Linked DNA regions of Zea mays: region 1 is linked to region 2. Evidence: chromatin contacts called from public Hi-C data. All regions are on one chromosome and are shown on one strand. The core of a region is the stretch at or near the end of the contact, and the rest is flanking DNA. Distances in the headings are between cores, read along the strand shown.

Evidence for each region. A called contact is a pair of places that touch in the nucleus more often than the background predicts.
Region 1: a contact with region 2 is called in a Hi-C map of ear, with 2.6 times the contacts expected there. The contact joins the promoter of LOC100285184 here to the promoter of LOC100272912 in region 2. A contact is called at or near these places in 2 of 25 Hi-C or Micro-C datasets (ear and tassel).

What each region holds. Positions count from the first base shown.
Region 1 is chr5:76,956,873-76,961,762 of Zm-B73-REFERENCE-NAM-5.0, forward strand. LOC100285184 (zinc finger, C3HC4 type family protein) reads left to right here and starts at 1,552. Exons shown (of 8, transcript NM_001158078.2): 1 at 1,552-1,773; 2 at 2,750-3,087; 3 at 3,368-3,453; 4 at 3,566-3,712; 5 at 4,734-4,836. The coding sequence starts at 2,805.
Region 2 is chr5:76,188,896-76,193,454 of Zm-B73-REFERENCE-NAM-5.0, forward strand. It overlaps LOC100272912, which reads right to left and starts at 2,865. Exons shown (of 12, transcript NM_001147364.1): 1 at 2,695-2,865; 2 at 2,394-2,582; 3 at 1,466-1,597; 4 at 292-441. The coding sequence starts at 2,775.

The sequences.
Region 1 (4,890 bases), core at 302-2,801, 770 kb after region 2:
CGCCTCGTAAGTTGAATGTGGTATCATATACTTTTTTGGTGTGGCAAAGGAAAAATTAATGGCTCTATACTCCTTCGTGCAGGTTTAAACGTACAACTACGACCAGCGCCAGATCCAGGAATAGACTAAGGGAGGGGCTAATTTACTAGTGACCGACGGTGAAGACAAAAACAAGCTGGTAGGGACTTATGTTTCTCTCATTTTTTTCCTCTCTTCTCTTCTCCTCTAACCTCCACCTCTTTCTCCAACAGTGTGAGGGCTCATTTTTCTCTATTTTTCTTCTTCCTTCTTTCTCATCTATACTATACCTCTATAGCCAATGGAGTTTTATCAACATAGTAGGGGCCCCTTCATGTCCGCCAGACCGCCACTGACTACGATTCTATGATTCACGAAGACTTCACGCTTGCGCAATATTCGTTGGGCTGTTAGCTATTTCCACTAGCTTAGGTTCTATTTTGATTTGCCTAGTTTCTTATAAACTGATTTTTAAAAGTTAGAAGGCCTTTACACAGGTATAGTTTTTATTCAATTTCCAAAAACCTGTTTCCTGGTTTCTTAAAAATCAATAATCTGTTTAACCCTTACTAAAACCAGTTTTGGTTGGCTAATTACGTACTACCCTTAATGAGTTGGAAAATAATTACTAAACAATGCCACCGTCGCGAGCAACAACTCCACGCGCCCAGGCCTCCCCGTGTTCATCCGAGCAGCAATCCGGCCAACTCCACGCCCAGGCGTCCGGTCTACATCCAGGCGTGTTGTAACCGCCCAGGAGGCAACACTCACGCCAGGAATGGAAACGGGAAATTAGTGTCAGATATAAAAAATCATTATGCACATTAAAATAAACATATTTATATAACATCTAATCTCTTAACAATATAATTATTTATTTTTATTATTAACTATTATATAAAAAATATCACCATATATAAATTTAACGGGGTCTATATGAAAAATGGATGAGAAATGCTTTCTCGTACCCATTCTCGTTTATTGGTCTAGAGAGATTTTTTTTCTATTTATATCCCTGTGAGATAAAAAACTTTCCCGTTTCCTAATGAATTCCCGTAAAGAATTAGGAAACGAGATCTATTGCCATCTCTACTCGTGTCTCCTCGACTCCTCCACGCATCTCGTCATCTCGTGGGAGCGCCCAGGCCTCCGTTTCCTTCAGCGCGGCCGCAGATCGATCTGACCTGCGCTCTTGCTCATGCATTCCGCCAAGGATACAACGGTCATTGTCGAAGCTAGAGACCAAATTTTAAAAACTTTTGATTCAAACACTTTTGTGCAGTTTTTATCTAAAAGCCAGTTTCTAGAAATCAGGTATAGAAATCAGTTTTTTTTTTTAAAACCGAGGTAGATCCAAACAGAAACAGGCCCTTAGCCATCCCTGCTTGGTCCAAAAATTTTTTAAAAAAAGAGAAAAAGAAATCAAACCGAGCGCGTCGAGGTCAATGCAGGGCGGGACGGAGAAGGAGCAGGGAACAAGAGTACAAGACGAGCAACAGGACAATCCAACCAACCCTTTCCATTCCCAATCTTCCCGTCTCCAAGTCTCCGGTCTCGAATCCCTCCCTTCCAGAACAAGACACCTGACGCCGCCGCCCCCCCGCCGGCCGCACCCGTCCATACCATACCATACCATACCTCCGGCCGCTCGTCTCCTATCTCGTCACCTTCGCCCGGCGCTCAGATCTCCGCCGCGCCTCTGCCTGATCCCCCCACCCCCATTGGAGGGAGACACATCCCGCGTGGGCGCACGAGGTACGTACGCTCGCGCCTCTTCCGTCCTCTCGCGCGACCGCGGCGTCTAGGGTCGCCGATTCGCGTTCTGCTCTGCTCTGCTCTGCTCCTCGACTCTCGTCAGCAGTCGTCCCGCAGGGCGCTTCGACGGACCCATGCGCATGTATGTGTAGCTAACCCAGCAGCTGAAGGCTCTGGATTGGCGCTGCTGCATCATAGGTAGCGGGGGAATCGGGACAGTAATAACTGGGATATGGGTATCTGGAACCGTGGGGGTTTTGTGTGGTTCTAGATAAGATGGTGATGTGCTAGAGATACTTGGTTCGAGCAGATATACTGTTGGAATTCGATTCCCTCCTTTCCTGGTTCCATCCATATCCATCGATGCTGGCTGTGGCTGGGTTGAGGTCAGGCTCGCCTTGGTCACTGGTCCCCACAGTAGTAGCTAACTTTATTTTGTAGTGTGGCTGGCAAAATCTAGTGCACCGATCCTTATCAAAACTCAAAAGTATAAACAATAGTAATAGGCTCCCAACATGGGATTGAACCGTATATTACTGCTTTACCTGTCAGCCCCAGCAAAGCAGACGGAACAGTCAGACATCAAATCTTTTAAAACCAAGTAACACAAAACCGACCGTTCGAACCTAATGGCTTCGCTATCAAGTATGTTGGTTCATTTTACCGAGTAAAGGTTGAAATATCAAGCTAAGCAAAAGCACCCATGCTCTGATTAACATATACATGACTTATCATCTCCATATTCTGAGACTGATATTATCCCTGATGAGTGATGACCCAACCAAACTTTAGGTTTCAGCTAGCTAGCCATACTTAAAATCATTGTGATAGATTATGTGCATGAGGGCATTTTATTCTAATTGGCTTGATTTTTATGTGGTATTGATTTATTTTTAACATGTAGTTTATCAGTTTTAACCTTTCAGCACATCCTACTTATTGGTACACGACTTACCTACCACATATTATCTTGCAGGACCTGGTTTTTTTATCAAATGCTTGACAAAATGCTTGCTTGGTGATGTCTGGCTATGATTTGGGTCCTGTTTATCATGCAGTTGGCTTCTCATGGCACTCAAACAGAAGAGACGATGCAGTTTGTGCCCCATTGTGATCATGCAGAAGTGTCAGATTCACAGTCAACAAGTTCACAACTAAACCTGATAGAGAGATCAACAGAGCATCTAGCCTCATGTGAAATCAACCCAGTGAGCGTTGATGATGACAACGACAATGAACATATCGATGCCAATGAAGAAACTCACCTTGTTATTCAGGACGTTCCTCAATGCCGGATTTGCCTTGATAGTGAAGGTTTGCTCTTTGACTATCAGTGTTCTTAAGGCGCCTAGGCGAGCAAGTGCAGCAGACAACCGCCTTAGCGCCTAGGCGACGCCTAGGCGGGTAAGGCGAGCAAGGCGGCCAGTTTTGCCCGAGCGCTTGGACGCCTAGGCGTTGCCTAGGCGACGCCTTAAGAATAGTGGTGACTATTAGAACTTTTCTTAGATAGATAGTTGTTAAGGAATTTGAAATGCCTTGTTATTTTTTAATATTTAATTCATGTTTGTTTTGTTGCATACCTGCCACGGAGTAGGTGATGACTTGATTGCGCCCTGCCGTTGCAAGGGAACGCAGAAGTATGTCCATAGGTCCTGTCTTGATAACTGGAGATCAACAAAGGTCTGGATTCTAGAGCATCTATTCTCTAAACTGCAGACTTAAAAGATGCTTCCTAATCATCATTATTAGTCTAGTTGGCTCTAACCTAGTATGTCTGTAACACATTACCCAGGAAGGTTTTGCATTTTCACATTGCACTGAATGTCGAGCTGCATTCTTTCTTCGTGCAAATGTTCCTCCAGATCGATGGTGGTTAAGATTGAAGTTTCAACTTCTGGTTGTTAGGGATCACACACTAATCTTCTTTATTGTGCAACTGGTGAGATACTCACGCCTTTTATAGACCATGGAAACAGATCCAGTAATTCTCTATTGACATATTTTGAGCTGAATCATTTTTTCACTTTCTTTTCCAGATTTCATTGATTTAGCTGAAGCTAGAAATACATAACAAATTTTCTGTTTGCTGCATTATTAAAAAAAACTCGGCCGGAGTGGGAAAGACCGTCCTCCCGGTATTATACTAAGAAGAGACCGAAACATGGTCCCGGCCGAGAAAATCCCCGAACCCTGGCTTCCATCACCAGCGGGCTGTCACCGTCCACTCTGCAACAGCCCGGCTGGAGGGTGGCGCGCATGACGTAACCCGGGAACGGGCGGGGCACAACGAGTGGTTTTTAACCAAGCCAGAAATTCGCCCCCAAAGGGGGTCGAACCTGAAACCTGAAGGTGTTACTCGGAGGCCTTAACCATTAAGCTGGAGGCCCTTTCGCTTTGCTGCATTATTTAGAAGCATCATGCATGATTAAAAATATTTGCAGCTTGGTTTTCTACTCGACTGGAGAGGGAAAGACTGCCCTCCCGATATTGTATTAAGAAGCGACCGAAACATGGTCTCGACCGAGAAAATTCCTGAACCTTGGCCCCCATCACTAGTGGGTCGTCACCGCCCACTCGCAACAGCCCATCCAGAGGGTGGCGCGCAGGACGTAACCCGGGAGCGGGCGAGGCACAATGATGGGATTTTTTTAATCAAGCCAGAAATTCGCCCCTCGAGGGGGGTCGAACCCGAGACCTAGAGTTGCTACTCGAAAGCCTTAACCATTACGCTAGAGGCCCTTTCGCGCTTGGTTTTCTACACTTGGTTCATCTCCTTTCCCTTTCATCCTTGTGGGTTGCTTTGAGCAAGTACATGGTATTCTTTTATGATTACATTATGGGAGACCAACACACAATATTTTACATGATCAAGAAAGAGGCCTCGACGACCATAGTGAACTGCACACTTATATAGATCTTTTTTTGCTCTTATAATCTTGTTTTTTCTTATTGTCTTTTAGGTAGTTGCTTTCATGGGTATGGTGATTTACAGATTTTATGGAGATGAACTGCGCGAAATGTTTGGTTATGAAGAGCACCCATATGCTTTCTATGCCATGGCGAGTAAGTTAATTTAATGATTTTTCATAGTGACATCAACATATATATTGTGTGTAT
Region 2 (4,559 bases), core at 1,615-4,114:
CTATATCCATAGGCAGACAATGAGTAACCTAAAGCAACAAATGCAGATAACAGAAATACAGAATAGATAAGGTAACTCAATGTTTAAGGAGCTACTCAGCACCAGGACATCTGACAGTGAGTCAGCATAAACATTCCCAGAGTAATTTATCAATAGACATAGAAGATTTAAAATGTTCATCAAGACATCATTTCGAGTAAGAAACAATTAGACTGCCCATTATTATTGAAGAGTAAAAACTTAATCCAAAAGTCTACCACCAGCAGGATAGATAAAAAATCAGGCAGTTACCTTTTCCTTGATCAAAGCATCATAAATTGAAGGGTCTAATTTCAATTGCTTAGTCCCTTTGACAGTCTTTAAGCCAATGATTACGTGGCTAATGCTTTTCGCATATCCACCAGTTGTGCTCTCAGCCTCTTCTGGGGAAAGTTCAATAACCTAGGAACAGAGCAACATTGGTATATCTATTATAGAAGCAAGAAGTGAACATTAGCTACCAAAGCGATAATGAAACAGTTGATAAATAAATAAAACCACTAATCTAATATTATAGCCTAGTATTCGTTTAACATGGACATGTGCTTGTATGCATTGCTTCATTGTTATTAAAACGTCGCTTAAACATCGTTTAAGCGTCATTTAAAGTTAGAGTTTAGAACGTCCGGCCATTTTAGCAAAAACGCGTAGCACGTCCGTTTATCACGTCTAAACGTCGTTTTCTCGTTTTCGGACGTTCTAGGCATGTTCAAGACGTTCTACGTGTTATTGGACCTTTCACAGGCCAAAAAATACACAGGGCATAGGGCACGACATACTCTCCTTTGTGTTGTTGCTAGCGCCGCCACCCGCCTCCATCATCTCCTCCAGGTCCTGCTAGCGCCGCCGCCCGACTCCCTCCTCTAGCATCGCCGCCCGACTCCCTCCTCCAGCGCCGCCACACAACTCCTCTCCTCCAGCGTCGTCGACACCCTCCCGCATCCATCTCCACCGTCGCCTGCCGCCCTCCCTCCGGTTACAGCGTCCAGCGCCAACAGCCTCCCTCCTCTCCTCTGCCCCCTCCTCCCTCTCCATCCTCCAACAGTCCAGCGCTGCCAGGCGAGTGAAGCGCTGCCAGGCGAGTGAAGCGCCACCCTCCCTAGCTTTAGACTTTCAATCATCAGGAGTTCCAGGTTCAGTCTTCCAGTTCAAACAGTGACGCCCTCCCTAGTTTCAGACTTTCAGTCATCAAGAGTTTATGGTTACTGATCATAGATACAAGTTGTAACTTGTGTGGTTGAACTTGATCTGTTTCATTTTGTTTTGTGAACTCAAGTACTTAACTTATGTATGAACATATTCTATAATTGAAAATTTATGTAATGTCTGAAAAGACGTTTCAACGTTCGTTTCAACGTTTAAATGTTAAAAAGGTGGTTCATAACGTTTTAACGTTTTACCGCTTTAATAACCATGCATTGCTTACCTCTCCTTCATAAACCTCTTTGTTTTCCTTTATACGCAAACCTATAGCTCTACGGAAATTTTCCATCAGCACCTCAGTTTTCTTGACCTCTGAGGAGTACACTTCTGATCCTACCATAGGACAGAATGGGACCTGCATTGCAGTGACAGGGGAAGGAAACATCAGAAGATTATAGCATAAATGCTACAGTGAATCCAGCAAGCATCACAGCTTATCAACATCAGTAACATTTTTCAGACAAACTGTCCCACCAGAACACCCAGTTAAGCTAGATGAACATAAAACTCGAACCATGCGGCTAAAATGACATTAGGTGTGCTACAATACCTCAAGATACCTATGAATTAGCTAAACTGTTCTTTTTCCTGCCCACCCAGAGCTTGTTCACCAAACTGTTAGGGTTGGTCTTGGGCTTAGTCAAAGAACTGACTGAGTCTTAGGAGGCTAACAAACCATGTTCCCTAATAGGGGGAACACCGTCTTAGTTAATGGCTTGGTCCTAGGTCTAACCTGTGTATATATATTAGAGAGGGAGAGACCTCCTGGTACAGTAAACTCAATCGGGGAGGGAATGACCGCCTATTAAGAGACCGAAACAATGGTACCGGCCGAGAAAATCCCTGAACCCTGGCCCCCATCACTAACGGGCCGGCATCAACCCTCCACTCCGCAACAGCCCAACCAGAGACAAAATGTTTTTGTTCATAATAGTGTGATTGATAACATAAGAAAAGATGAGCACCAAATTTAATGCATATCTATTTTAAAATATTAAATTTGTCCCAACAATTCGGATACCCACTTTCATCCCTAGTTTATCCCTTGTCAGGCTCCACTCATGTGACCCACAACAGAGAAAAATGGCGAAGCAATAAAATCATTTCTTCGAAGTACCAGAAAACAAATATAAGCCACTAGGCGCACGGACCTTGCTGCCGAGCTCCTGCGCTATGCCGAGCGCTAGCGCCGTTTTGCCCGTGGCGGGCGGGCCCGCAAGGAGCAGCGCGCGACCGGCCATCTTCTTCTGGCGGATCATGTCGACCGCCAGCCCGGCCGCCTCGCGCGCCGCCGCCTGGCCCACGAACCCCGCCGCCAACGGCATCGACATTCCATTGGCCTGCTTCGCAAGAAGAAGAAGAATAAGAAAGTGAGGGGCTACTACGCATACACACAGAATAGCTAAAACCCTAGGACAAACAGAGGGGGAAGGATGAGGAGCGGGCAGCTACGTCGAGGCCGAGGCCCTTGATGTGAGTGTGGGTGGCGATGCGCTGCTTCTTCGAGGTCGATTGCACCTCCTCTATCCTCATCGCCGCCGCCGCTAGTTATGCGCTCTCTGTTCTCTCTAGAGCTGCTCTCTCCCGCCGGCCGCCGCCTCAAGGCAACAAATTTGGGAGTGGAGGACGGTGACGACTGGTCTCACACTCACTCTTGTGGAAGACGTGTTGCCGCCTCCAGTGGGCCGCTTTGGGCTGTTATAAGGCCGTGTGAGAGCTATGGTTGGGCCTCCGCATATGGTTGGGCCGAATTCTTCGTCATCTTACTCGGTTATTATTGCAGTGTGACTGTGTGAGTAGGAGAGGAGGGGTATCTGTTTCTCTATAAATTTTCTTATTATTAAAGCAGAACAGATTTCCGCTCACACATGTGTCCACGACAACACTTTTGATTTTGACCACAGGTTCCTTATCTAACGGCCAAAAGAACATGAAGTCGTCCCAACGTCTACAGCTGCGAGCCTGCGACCGTACGGCTTCTCTCGAAGCTTCCTATCACCTGTGAGCGTCCGGCGTCCCCACCTCCATGTCTTGCAAAAGCCCCCTCGTCCCCTCCCCACTGCGGCCGTCGCGTGCAGCAGAACTGGGAGCAGGAGCGCAGCAAGCCCCTCCCTTCCCTCCTTGGTCTCAAACGCCACATCGTTGCTCCGACGCTCCCTTGTGCACCGTCGCCGCGAAGTCTGCAGCCCCTACCAAGCCTCAAAACTCCGTCTGTGCCGCTCCTTGGGTGCTTCGTGCCCCCCGGTAAACACCGCTGACGTGGCCGCACACGCCACCGCCTTGTCGCGTGTCGTGTCCGTGTGGCCTCGCTATGCGCCTGTCCGCGGCGCGGCCACACCGCGACGCAGCCCGCGTCGCCCGCTCGCCGATCTAGCAGTGCTGCTACCGTGCCTTTGCGCCCCCCCCCCCCCCCCCGTCGCCGACCACGTTGTGCCCTGCGTGTGCGTCGTGCCGCGGCCACGTCGTCGCCTGTGTCCCGGCCTGAGGTAGGAAAACCAACTACCACCTTCCTCGGTGCTTCGTCCCCCACCCTCTTCCCCCGCCTGGGTGCTACCATTTATTCAGTGCCACATATTTACCTGAATTTAATTTCCTCTAATAATATTCTGATATGAAGCGTGATTAGCAACTTTGTGGTTAAGCATTACAATGCTTTGATAAGTTAGTTAGCATTCTTTCAATCACTTCTTACATAAACAATAATTCTCTGTGAGAAACATTGTAATTATTTACCAACTTATATCTGGTTCTCCACTGAGCTTCCTACCTGACATCACTACAAATTTTTCGGCCAGAATGGTCTTGCAAGGTGATTCTGCTTGCTATCTACTATTGCAAATTCACTGTCACATTCTTCACTGCTTATATATACCAAGAATTATTCTACTACTGTCTTAAGTTAAGAGTCGTCACATTCATTGAATTAACTTGCAAGTTACAGATTGTGCTACTACATCATTCCATGCCTCTTCACTGCTTCAAAGTACTATCGAATATTTGATTGTCCAAAATTAGCAGATTGCACACATTGGGGACATACTATCATCTAGTCAACGTGAAAAGACACTACACTTTTCCCATGCTATTCTATATGTTTCTTTTGTAAGTTTCTTTTTCCATGGTTTTATATGTTAAGAATAGTTATGTGTTCATAGAATAATTTAGTGGTTGCATATTGTATAATTTTCTTGCTTATTTACATAATGTATCTTACCTACCTTCATTGGTATGTTGAATACTTTCTTTTTGGTTCGCTGTAAAGAAAAAAAATATGAGAGGCTTCTCATGAGTGAAGCGAGAATAGTCATCCACAATTA